2 separate regions of the Callithrix jacchus genome follow, and region 1 is linked to region 2. Evidence: chromatin contacts called from public Hi-C data. All regions are on one chromosome and are shown on one strand. The core of a region is the stretch at or near the end of the contact, and the rest is flanking DNA. Distances in the headings are between cores, read along the strand shown. Region 1 overlaps ST3GAL4 (ST3 beta-galactoside alpha-2,3-sialyltransferase 4). Region 2 holds the start of DCPS (decapping enzyme, scavenger).

The links. A called contact is a pair of places that touch in the nucleus more often than the background predicts.
Region 1: a Hi-C map of skeletal muscle shows a contact between it and region 2, with 1.9 times the contacts expected there. The contact joins the enhancer-like site here to the promoter of DCPS in region 2. A contact is called at or near these places in 3 of 3 Hi-C or Micro-C datasets (induced pluripotent stem cells and skeletal muscle).

What each region holds. Positions count from the first base shown.
Region 1 is chr10:26,078,620-26,084,527 of calJac240_pri, reverse strand. ST3GAL4 (ST3 beta-galactoside alpha-2,3-sialyltransferase 4) reads right to left here. Exons shown (of 11, transcript XM_078339789.1): 10 at 5,807-5,908; 11 at 4,808-5,485. The coding sequence ends at 5,399. Among named protein-coding and RNA genes, the nearest start is that of ST3GAL4, 59 kb to the right of the region's middle. Within about 2 kb of position 3,002, at least 15 of the 16 cell types and tissues checked have an H3K27ac peak or open chromatin away from gene starts, as enhancers often do. A contact at or near this core is called in skeletal muscle, where this site is marked.
Region 2 is chr10:25,961,612-25,967,577 of calJac240_pri, reverse strand. It overlaps DCPS (decapping enzyme, scavenger), which reads right to left and starts at 2,132. Exons shown (of 5, transcript XM_035265032.3): 1 at 1,913-2,132. The coding sequence starts at 2,113. It overlaps LOC103796071 (a long non-coding RNA gene), which reads left to right and starts at 1,879. Exons shown (of 2, transcript XR_623735.5): 1 at 1,879-1,986; 2 at 3,223-3,331.

The DNA of each region.
Region 1 (5,908 bases), core at 1,753-4,252, 120 kb before region 2:
TGGCTCATACCTGTAATCCCAGAACTTTGGGAGGCTGAGGCAGGCGGATCACGAGGTCAGGGATTTGAGACCAGCCTGGCCAACATGGTGAAACCCCGTTTCTACTAAAGATACAAAAAATTAGCCGGGTGTGGTGGCAGGCACTTGTAATCCCAGTTACTACGGAGGCTGAGGCAGGAGAATCGCCTGAACAGGAGAGGTGGAGTTTGCAGTTGGCTGAGGTCTCACCACTGCACTCCAGCCTGGGCAACAGGGCGAGACTCTGTCTCAAAAATTAAAAAATTAAAAAAAAAAAAAGTTTCTCTAGCTCTCCTGCCATGCAAGGGCTCCATCAGTGCAACAGAGATTCACTGAGAAAAACAGCACAGACCTGAGGGATATTTCCAACCAGATTCCACTAGCTTTATGCATAGTAAGAAAAGAAACGGGGAGACATCCCTTAAGTGTGAAAGTTGGTGATGTGTGTAAATAGTCTTGGGAAGACTCAGAATGATAGATGGTTCTGGACTAGCTCAGTTCAGCAATTCCAACTCCAATCCCCTAGGGTTGTTTCAACATCTGATGCTGCTCTCATTCTCTCCACCCAACTCCACCCTCCCAACCTTCCAAGGCTCTTGAGAGGAAGCTATGTCTCTGTTCAGGATGTGGATGTTTAAACTGTGAGCCTTCCCTGGGAGCCCAAAATGGGGCAAAAAAACAGCACCTGCCTCTCAAAGTTCATTTTTCTCTAAAAAATTTTTGCCAAGCCCTTTTGTAATAACCCTCTAAGCACTGTGGTCTCTTTCAGCTGCTTCACACCATCTTCAGTCCCTTTAAGTGAGGAAGTACAGCCTTCCCATAATCTGTCATCTAATGAGACTTAAAGTTCATCTCTTTGTCTTATTTATTGGGTGCAGGATCCCAAAAATCTCTAACAAGAGAGACAGACTCAGTGAGAAAGAACTGGACAGGAAAATCGACTATAACTACAGACACACACCTACACCCACACCACCTGCATACTCCTCTTTAAACTTTTATGTCAGAAAGAAGGTCTTATTTCTTGGAACCACATCTGGTACAGAATCATGGAAATGTTGGAAACTAACAGTTTTCCGAAACTATAATGAAGACTTCAAAAAGGTTGGAGAGTTTAGAATAGAGCTTACAAACTCAAGTTACACTTCTCAACCTTTGTTTAGGAAGCTACTGTGGCATGCTAGGTACAACTGAAATGGATAGTGTCTCCCAAGAAACCTCAATCCCTAAGGGCGTCCGACTTCAACTTGAATACCACTAATAGCCAAGCGCGTGGCTCACACCTGTAATCCCAGCACTTTGAAGGCCGAGGCGGGCGGATCACCTGAGGTCAGCAATTTGAGACCAGCCTGGGCAACATGGTGAAACCCCATCTCTACTAAAAATACAAAAGTTAGCTCGGTGTGGTGGTGAGCGCCTGTAATCCCAGCTACCAGGGAGGCTGAGGCAGGAGAATCGATTGAACCGGTGGCAGTGGGGGGCGGGGGGCTGCAGTGAGCTGAGATCATGCCATTGTACTCTAGCCCGAGAGACAAGAGCAAAACTCTGTCTCGAAAAAAAAAAAAAAAACAGAAAACCACTGATAGAAAGCAATTTAAACACTGTTCATGGTTTGATTATGCAAAGCCTGTGTTGGAGTCATTTCACGGATGTCTTACTTTCCCCTACCTAGCTTGTGGGTGATTTGAAGACAAAGGCTTTTCTGTAACCAGCCATGTTACTCACTACCTAGGCAAGTATTTGGCACTACAAATGTACCTCACCTGTTTCATACCCTCTGGCATTTTCCATGATGCAAGGCAGTTTTCCAATTAATATTGATATCATACTTTACAGTCTACAAAATGTTTTTATGATCATATTCCCATTAGGTCCTTAAAACCTCATTGTGAGAGAGAGACATGAGTAATCACTATTTTCCAGCTGGAGAAGCAGAGGTTGACTCACCTAATTAAACGACAGAGCAGGGAGTTGAACTCACGGCCCAACCGTCCCTATTTGGTGTGGAACGCACCTCACTGCCTCCCACAAAAACCTGCTTCCAAGCTCAAACTCTTCGTAGGCTACGCAGCCTCTGGAGGAAAGCAACAGAATGTATTTATGTCCTTGGAAAATGTAAATAAAATCTTTAGTGTCCAAAATTAAGGCACACCATGTGATGTGAACACAGAGTAACATTTAAATGTGCTCCTGCGCTACAGACCTTGACCCTTATCCTGCCCAGCAAGGTGGTGGAGCTGGGAGTCTCTACTCCCTCCGGGCCTCAGTTTACCCTCTGTGGACTTCCGGAGTCTAAATTCGATGGGGCAGAGCTCTTCCACTCCCTTGCAGCCGCGGGCGGTTCCGCCTCCACACCTTCCCTCGCCTCTGCGCTGAATCCAAAGCAGGTCGCATGACAGAGGCCCAGCGAGAGTTCGGAGGGGCGCGGCCCCCCAGCCCGCCCGGCCTCCCCAGAGTCGTCGCTAAGGCTTTGGGCCGCTTGCCAGGAAGAAGCCGGGCTCGCCGGAGGTGGGGCGCCGGGGCCAGCGTCCCGAAAGGCCCAGGGCGGAGGCCGGCAACCTGGGGGAAGAACTGCCTGCCCTGCGACATTCCAGGCGAGTTCCCACGGCCGCGGGGGTCAGCTCGGCGCCTGGGTGGACCGCGCATGCGCTGCTCGGGGCGGGGCGGGGCGGGGCGGGGCGGGGCGGTCCAGATCAGTAGCTCCTCTCTTCCCCGCCCGCCCGGGGAGGAAACTGCGCGAGCGCCTAATTAACGCCGCTCAAGGACACTGGGGATTAGCGCAGGCTTTACACGCAGACCGTAGAGTCGAGAGGCGCGTGCGATGATCCTTGAGTCCGGATTCCTAGAGCAGTGGTTCTGGGTGCTTGGGGAAATTCCAGATTCGTGGGTCCTGTCCCCAGCAGCCTGGGTGAGACCCAGGAATCTGCATTCCCAAGTCTCCCTCGGTAATTCTGAGATAAGCGGCCCTCCTTGGCTGGACCCACCCTCTTGTTGCAGAGAAATGACCGGCCCACGGGCTTACAAAATAAGGCGACGGAGCTGGAGAAGAACCCCGATCTCCCGACTTGCCCTCCAACACGTGCCCTACTGTTCTCTCCCCTCTTTCCCAGGGCATGGTCTAATCAGTCCCAGGCAGGCTGGCAGGCAGTTCATTCCCATTGGTTGGGCTAATTGAAGGCTGAAAGTTCCCTTTCCCAGAAAACCAAAGAACCCCATCCAGCAGCCCCACATCAAAGCTCCACTCTCAGCTCAGACCCTTGGCCAGTATTGTCTCAATCTGTGTGGGATATGGGGCACCTTGGAGAAAGCTATCCCCAACCCCCAAGCAAAACAATGGCCTATTTGGGTGTACACACACCCCACACTCAGTCTTCTCAGTATGTGAGCAGGAAGGACCGTCTGCACACAGAATCACAACCCACCAAGAATGTAAAATGCTCCCATGTCTATATGTGTGCATGTGTGGAGTTTGGAGGGGTCTGACCCACCCCTGTGTGCCGGAGTCTGGCTTGAGTTTAGGCACGTTCAGTAACAAGCCGTGACCTCAGTCCAGGCCAGCTGGATCATATGTGCAGACAGCCATTCTCAATGGCCCTGGGTGGGGAAACCGACACTCCCTTGCATCTCTGCATGAGCAGCAGCTGGGGACGCATCAGGGATGAGCAGAATTCAGATCCCCACACACTCACAACCCCTGCTGTCTGCAAGATCCCTCCCCAGGACAAAGTCTTCAAGATAAAGTTTGCCCTTGTGGAGGGGAGGGGGCTTGGGGCTGCAGATGCTGGGGTTCTACTTACTCTCAGAAGCCCCCTCTTCCCTAGCAAAGCAACCAGACTGAGAGAGCAGAACTTCTGTTCCCTGGGAGGGTCCTTGGGTCCGTTCTGGGGGATGAGGTGGGTGTCCTCAAGGCCAGTCCAACACTCTGTGGAGAAGTGTCATTTTCCTCTGTTCTTCCCAAATTGCTGCCTCTCTTTATCTGTCCCGTCCCAGCCTGGCTTGTCTCAAAACCTCAAGGCTGCAACTCTTTCCGAGAAAGCCAGGAACACAGCTGCCAGTTCCATTCCCCAAGGGGGGAGTTCCAACTCTCTCTCCTGGCTCCAGATGTAAAGGAACAGCTGTGGGGTGGCAGGAAGCCCAGTTGGCAGCTAAGCAGGATCTGGGAAGATGGAGAACGAAGGCGGGAGAGACAGGCAAACGGCAGGATTGTTATGATTCTAAAGACCTAGGAAAGAAACTGTTTCATCTCCTGGCCCGACAACTGGCTGATAGGCCTTGCCAAATCCTTTCGACGCTGCCCTCCAGGACTGCCCACCCCATCACTGGCAGCCTGGGCTGCTGGCAAGACCTTCCATAAACTCCATTTTCTGGTTCTCAGTTAATCTGAGAAGGGAAACTTGGCTTTCTTTGTCTGACCCCACCCCTGTCCTTAAAACATGAACCTCCCAAGCATGAGATTTGGGTAACTGAAGAATGGTGTGGGAGAGAGGAAGGAAGGTGGGAGAGGGCTCTGCCACTCCCATCTGGCATTCTCCAGCCCCTCCCTCCCCTGGGCAGTAAAACTAGGATGCAGGGTGCCAGGCTGGGTGTCTGCAGACAGGGCTGCTGTGAGCACCACCTCACTCTCCCGCTATGCCAGGGTGGTAATGCATGACTGGGCACACAACACTGGACTCAATAAGTAATTATTCCCTGAGTGACCATGCCCTGCTCTGGTCTAACAAGCCTGCCAACTGCCACACCCTGCCCCATGCTTTCCCCAACCTGAAAGGACACTGGAAATCACAACTGCTTCCATTTTAAGAAAAATAGTTTAATGGTAGGTTTGTAAACTCTTTTCTAGGTAAGGTTCCATTCTCGGTGGAACCCCCACACCACTGCTCTTCCCATGCCTGCTGGGAGGTAGCAGCCCCTCTCTGGAGGGCACCCACCCATTCCCAATGCCCTGCCCTCCTGGGAGTCAGGTGCTGGGTCTAGGCCTTGATGGGGCCATCAGCTGTAGGTTTTTACAAAAAGTGGGCAGAATACTCTACTGGCCTCTTTCCTAGATGCATGGGACCAGCCCACAGCACCTTCCTACCCCTTAATTAAATAGCCCATTAAATAATCTCTTGGTGCTGGCAGAGAGGGGGTTCCACAGCAACAAGCCCCCTGCCCTGGCGGGGCTCCCGTGGCCCCAGCGCCCCCACCCTGACTGGATCTCGGCTCCGTAAGAACAGCCAGGGGCATGGCCTCATCTCAGACCTGGCCAGGCCCGGGACTCCCTCCCCAAGAAGGGGTGAGTCCAAGTGGGTCATACTGGCACCGGGCATCCCCACAGCCACAGATGGGGGTCACCCAGACAGCAGAGTAGGCAACCGACAGGCTACAGCTCTCGCCCAGGTCAGAAGGACGTGAGGTTCTTGACGGCTCCCATCTCCAGCATCCGCTTAATGGCCAGCGCCTCTTGGGAGACATTATGGCCTGACCCCTGTGGAGACAGCCAAGGAAATCAACTGAGGGACTCCCAGGGACCTCTCTGTTTCCAGGAAAGTCTCCCTACCCCTCCCCATGGCCCCACACTTCTTGAGAGCTCCCCTCCCCATGCTGGCTCTTGGAAGGAAGACAAAACGTGTGTGGCTGAACAGAGAGGACGCTGGCTGGGGAGTCCAGATGCCTCGGTTCTAGTTCTGACTCCAGGAGCCACCGCTGGGTCTCGGCACTGCTCCCACTCACCCAGCATCCCTCTGACTGTCTGGTCCCTAGGCCCATCCACCCACTGCCCCACCATGCTCACAAGCCAGGCACTTACCGCCATGGACTTGAGTGTGATCTGCTCATAGTAGTGAATGGTCTGCTTCTTGTTGTAGGCATCTGGGTAGCCGAAGCCAGCGATGTGCACCAAGTCACAGAG
Region 2 (5,966 bases), core at 883-3,382:
CTGGTCTTGAACTCCCAACCTCAAATGATCTGCACGCCTCCGCCTCCTAAAGTGCTGGGATTACAGGCATGAGCCACTGTGCCCAACCAGAGAAGGCATCTCAACCCAAATCCTTGTGGTGGCTCTCACACTTTTCTTCCCCAAAATGCAAGTCTTCTCAGTTGTCTTCCATTTTAGGCTTACAAGATCTGTCAAGTTCTCCCCATTTCGGAAGAAAAGATGAAAAACTGAGATCTTGAGTGACTTGCCCAAGGTCACATCAACAGTCAGCATTGAAACAGAAACTAGAACCTGGGTCTTGCAAGTGACTCCTAGCTCGAAGGCTCTCATGGCTAACACCTTCAGCAGGTGCTGCACACTGAAGACAGCTGGGCTGAGAAAACCAGACAGAACCTCATATTAAAAAAAAAAAAGGCCGGGCATGGTGGCTCACACCTGTAATCCCAGCACTTTGGGAGGCCGAGGTGGGTGGATCATGAGGTCAACAGAGCGAGACCATCCTGGTCAACATGGTGAAACCCCGTCTCTACTAAAAATACAAAAAAAATTAGCTGGGCATGGTGGCGCGTGCCTGTAATCCCAGCTACTCAGGAGGCTGAGGCAGGAGAATTGCTTGAACCCAGGAGGCGGAGGTTTCGGTGAGCCGAGATCGTGCCATTGCACTCTAGCCTGGGTAACAAGAGCGAAACTCTGTCTCAAAAAAAGAAAAAAAGAAGGGAGCCTCAGTGGCTCAGGCCTGTTGTCCTGATGCTTGAGGAGGGGAGGCCACATGTTCAAGGCCAGCCTGGGCAACATAAAAACCTCTCATTAATTAAAAAAAAAAAAAAAAAAAGCCCCAGCACAGTGTCTCACACCTATAATCCAAGCACTTAGGAAAGCCAAGTCGGGGGAAATCACCTGAAGTCAGCAGTTCGAGACCAGATTAGACGACATGGCGAAACTCTGTCTCTACTAAAAATAAAAAATTAGCCAGGCATGGTGGCAGGTGCCTGTAATCCCAGCCACTCGGGAGGCTGAGCCAGGGAGAATCGCTAGAACCCAGGAGGCAGAGGTTGCAGTGAGCTGAGATCACACCACTGCACTCCAGCCTGGGTGACAAAGAGGAGAGACTCTGTCTCAAAAAAAAAACAAAACAAAAATAAAAAGACAAACAGAGAGGCATGGAAGCCTAAACCAAGGTTACCTGATCCTCCCAAAGGTGAGAGTTCCTGCTAGTAGTTTTGGAGAACCCCCATATCTGCCCTGGTTGGGCCTCCTTACTAGTTCCTGGAATGGTCTCCATCTCTCCTCAGCCCCTGCCAGACGGCTGAGCATGTTGGTATTGGAGCAAGCTGTGTGTATCTGTCTCGCCAGAAATATTCCGTAGTCCTGAAGATCGGGGATGGTAACTTTCATCTCCACATCCCCAGTACCTAGATGAGGGTCTGGCATGCATGAAAATGCGTGTGTAGAACTGAATTAACAATTATAATATATTGTCTCCTATTAGGGCGGAAGTCGTGTAAGGCAGAGATCACATCTCCTACAGTCTCATGTCGTTTCCAGGGACAGGGATGTGTAAGACATCTAACGTTTACTGGATCCCCAATCCCTGTATACATAAGTGGATGACGATGAATGGCTTGGGAAATGTAACACGTGATCTTTAATCTGCAATACACTCTCCTAGTAGATATTTCTAGTCAAGGAGACACTTAGAAAAATTAGAGCTAGATGTATTCATTGCCTTAATTTCAAGGGCAATCTTGCCGCCTTTTACCGCCCCTCTGTGCATTCTAGTGGCGCATTCCGCCTCCCCCGAGTGATGATTGGTTTTTTCCGGTCGAGATCCGAAAAAAAAAAAAAATCCGCCTCCGAAGTGATGATTGGCTCACTGGTATCCACATCCCACCCCAGGGATGCCTCCTGGTACCTTTCCGTGTAGGAAAATGATTTTGTCCCGCGCAGACTCCCTCAGCACTTTCTGCAGTCTGAAGCCGGAGAACGGTAAGCGGACAGGAGCACAGGTACCATTTCCAACGTCTGCCTTCTTTTCCTCGGTGCTGGCGGCGTGTGCCTCCTCCAAGTCCAGCTCGCGCTTTCTCTTGCTAGGTTGAGGCTCTGCGTCCGCCATGCTGCCCGGGAGGCGGTGTGCGCCTGCGCGCTTCGCGCTGGCCACGCCCTTCGCTCGAGCCTGGCTGGCTGGCTGGCTGGGCTGGGACGCCAACTCCCAGTACCCGGCTTGGGGACTTCTCCTGTGGCTGCGGGCCGCGTATGGCGGAGCCTTCTGACCTGTCTTAGGGCGCTCCTTTCAACTAAGTTACTGCCTTTGGCCTGGTTGCGGTGCCGCCCGGCCCTGAGAGAAGGGAAAAGAAGGCTGAGAGTCCCGAAAGCCGCGGGCTAGATGTGCTAGCGCAGGGAATAGGGACCTCCAGGCCCACGCTCGGGAGCTGTAGCCGAAGACCTCCTTGAGCCACGGGAGTGTTGGAGACCTTGTTTTAATGCTGACATTTTAATCATACTTACACCGACGTTGACCAGTTGTCGGGCAAGTAACGTTTCTGACGCAAATCCGTGAGCCCACTTTATAATTTGGTCGCTTTTTTTATACCGAGTATTTAAGCCATTTCCATTTTTCCCCCGTTTTCATTGCTTTACTTTTCATCCTGTTCGGTTTTTTTCTTTGTAGACTCAGCACTTTTCTACTGAAAAGAAAGGAAAACGAACAGGGCCAGAAGAACCATTTCCATCACCCACTTATTTCTGGGCTGGAGGCATACCCCTCCTCTCTATCTAGTTTGCCTGTATTTCTGCCCTTCTTCCCTGGGGATAAGATTCGCGGTATGATTCGTCTCCAAGGGTTTCGTTTCTCTTTTTTTTTTTTGCCATGTAACATTATTACTGGTAACTTCCGCTGTTGAGAGTTTGCTTGGTGGCCATTGTTTCTAGTTAGCCCTTTTTTCCGTGGTGTTGACAGATCTAAATTTTGTTAAGAGTTCGTACTTAACATCGTTTCAGTCATTTTCAACATTAGCAACAAGGTGCAATTTACGGTCAGCTTTTGTTCAGTAACAAAGTGTACCATGTGTTAGTTTGAATTTTGGATTTTTTCTACCAGAAATATAGATTAGGAGTTGGATAAAAGACATTTGTGTGTGATGCAGAAAGCATTATTAGGGGAGACTTAGGATCTAGAATAATTATCTTCAACAACAACAAAAAAAATTTGTCATCTGTCCACAGGTTTCCTGGATCCATTCCTCACCTTCTGAGAATATACAAAAAGAGGTTGTAAACTGTATTCAAGACTAGTAAAAAAAAATATCCTGGAGGACAAATGGCAATGACAAAACCTGCTTGACTCCAAGACCCTGATTTTATGAAAATTTCTTGGCTTTTTTTTTTTTTTTTTGGACTTTTTTTGCCATTAGGAAGGGAATTTCAGTGGAGTAGCTATGTTTTCGCAAAAGGAGCCCAGAATTGAGAGGCATGAAGTCGGGTCCCAACACTGACTAGCTGTGCAACTTTGGAGAAGTCACTTAACCTCTCCAGGTCTCCATTTTCCATGTGCCAGCCACTATCAGTTTTGAGCAAGACAGAGGAAGTATCCTTTCACAAAATGTATATTCAAATGGGGTATGGGACATAAGCAAGATAATGATTAAGTGCTCTTAATAGAACAAAACTGGACAGTGTGAAGATCCTGGGATAGGAGCCCTCCCTTTTGTTTTTCTTTGAGACGGAGTCTCATTCTGTCACCCAGGCTGGAGTTACAGTGGTGTGATCTTGGCTAACTGCAACCTTTGCCTCCTTGGTTCAAGCGACTCTCCTGCTTCAGCCTCCTGAGTAGCAGGGATTACAGGCATGCACTAGCATGCCTGGCTAATTTTTGCATTTTTATTAGAGACGGGTTTTGCCATGTTGACCAGACTGTTCTCAAACTCCTGACCTCAAGTGACTTGCCCACCTCCCAAAGTGCTGGGATTACAGGTGTGAGCCACCATGCCTGGTCAAGCCTTTTAGATAAGATGATCTCGGACCTCTCAAAAGGTGACTGACATTTAAGCTGAGACTTGAATGATGAGAAGGAACCAGCCATATGAAGAGCCCAGGCAGAGTAAATATTAGATTGTCAGAGACCCTAGAGCAGTTATGTGCTTGACATTTTTTAAAAATGAGAATGGGCTGGGTGCAGTGGCTCACACCTGTAATCCCAGCACTTTGGGAGGCTGAGGGGGGTAGATCATGAGGTGAGGAGTTCAAGACCAGCCTAACCAACATGGTGAAACCCCATCTCTACTAAAACATAAAAATTAGCTGGGTGTGGTGGTGTACACCTGTAATCCCAGCTACCTGGGAGTCTGAGGCAGGAGAATCACTTGAACTCAGGAGGTGCAGGTTGCAGTAAGCCAAGATCGCACCACTGTACTTCACCCTAGGTGACAGGGAGCAAGACTCAGTCTCAAAAAAAATAAGAATGACCTGTGTAGCTAAAATATAATGAGCAAACCAGAAGCATTTGAAATGAAATTGTAGAGAAATGTATTCATTATTGGCAAAAATTCATTAATATGGGTATAATTTTGATTAAAATATAAAACCAGAATTCTGCTCTTCAAAAAGCCTGGCTCAAACCCCACCTGGCAACTCACACTTGTAGTCCCAGCTACTCAGGAGGCTGAGGCGGGAGGATCACTTGAGCCCAGGAGTTTGAGGCTGCAGTGAGCTATAATCACACCACTCCGCTCCAGCCTGGGCAACAGAGCAAGGCCTTGTCTCTTAAAAAAAAAAAAAAATAGTAAGAATGCCCCAGACATGGTGGCTCATGCCTGTAATCCCAGCACTTTGGGAGGTTGAGGAAGGTGGATCACCTGAGGTTGGGAGTTCCAGACCAGCCTGAGCAACATGGAGAAACCCCATCTTTACTAAAAATACAAAAATTAGTCAGGCATGGTGGCACATGCCTGTAATCCAGCTACTTGGGAGGCTGAGGCAGGAGAATCACTTGAACCTGGGAGGCAGAGTTTGTGGTGAGTTGAGATTGCACCATTGCACTCCAGCCTTGGCAACAAGAGCAAAACTCCATGTCAAAAAAAAAAAAAAAGCCTGGTTCAAGGAAAAGATGAGCTAATAGGAAGCCTCAGCTACTAGAGTTCCTATTAAATACTAAACCTCAGAGTTTAAGGAATCTTTATGGCAGCACAGTTAAAACTAATTACATTTAAAATTCACTAGCCACTTTGCAAGTGTTTGATAGCCGCTTGTGACGAGTGGCTACCATATCAGTACAGATGTAGAACATTTCATTATCAATGGAACTTCTACTAGACAATGCTATATTAGGGTATGCAATATTATAAAGCCCTATTCAAATTATTTAGTTTTTTAGAAATCTTAAAACTTCTCCCAAGCAAGGTGCAGTGGCTCACACCTGTAATCCCAGCACTTTGGGAGGCCTAGGCGAGTGGATAACTTGAGTTCAAGAGTTTGATACCAGCCTGGCTATCATGGTAAAATCCCATCTCTATTAAAAATACAAAACTTAGCCGAGTATGGTGGCAGGCACCTGTAATTCCAGCTACTCGGGAGGAGAATGGCTTAAACCTGGGAGGCGGAGGTTGCAGTGAGCCAAGATCACGCCACTGCACTTCAACCTATTCAGAGCGAGACTCTTGTCTAAAAAAAATAAATCCTCCCAAATCTTTTCTTTATTAGTCTAAAGAAGGACTGGATACTTCCCACTTCCATTTCAGGGATTATGACAGACTAAACTGAAAACAAGTCAGCTACAAAACACCTGAACATTCTGGATGCAAAATTTAAAACATTCTTTTACTTACATTGCTGAGCTCTCAAAAAAGTAAAATTTTCAGGAACCAAAAATGATGTGGGAGTTTGAATCCATAGAGTGGTAAAGGGATTTTTAAGGTGGAAGCTATTTTAAGTGCCATTGCTGATCTCTAGACATCTAGGACATGATTCAAGAG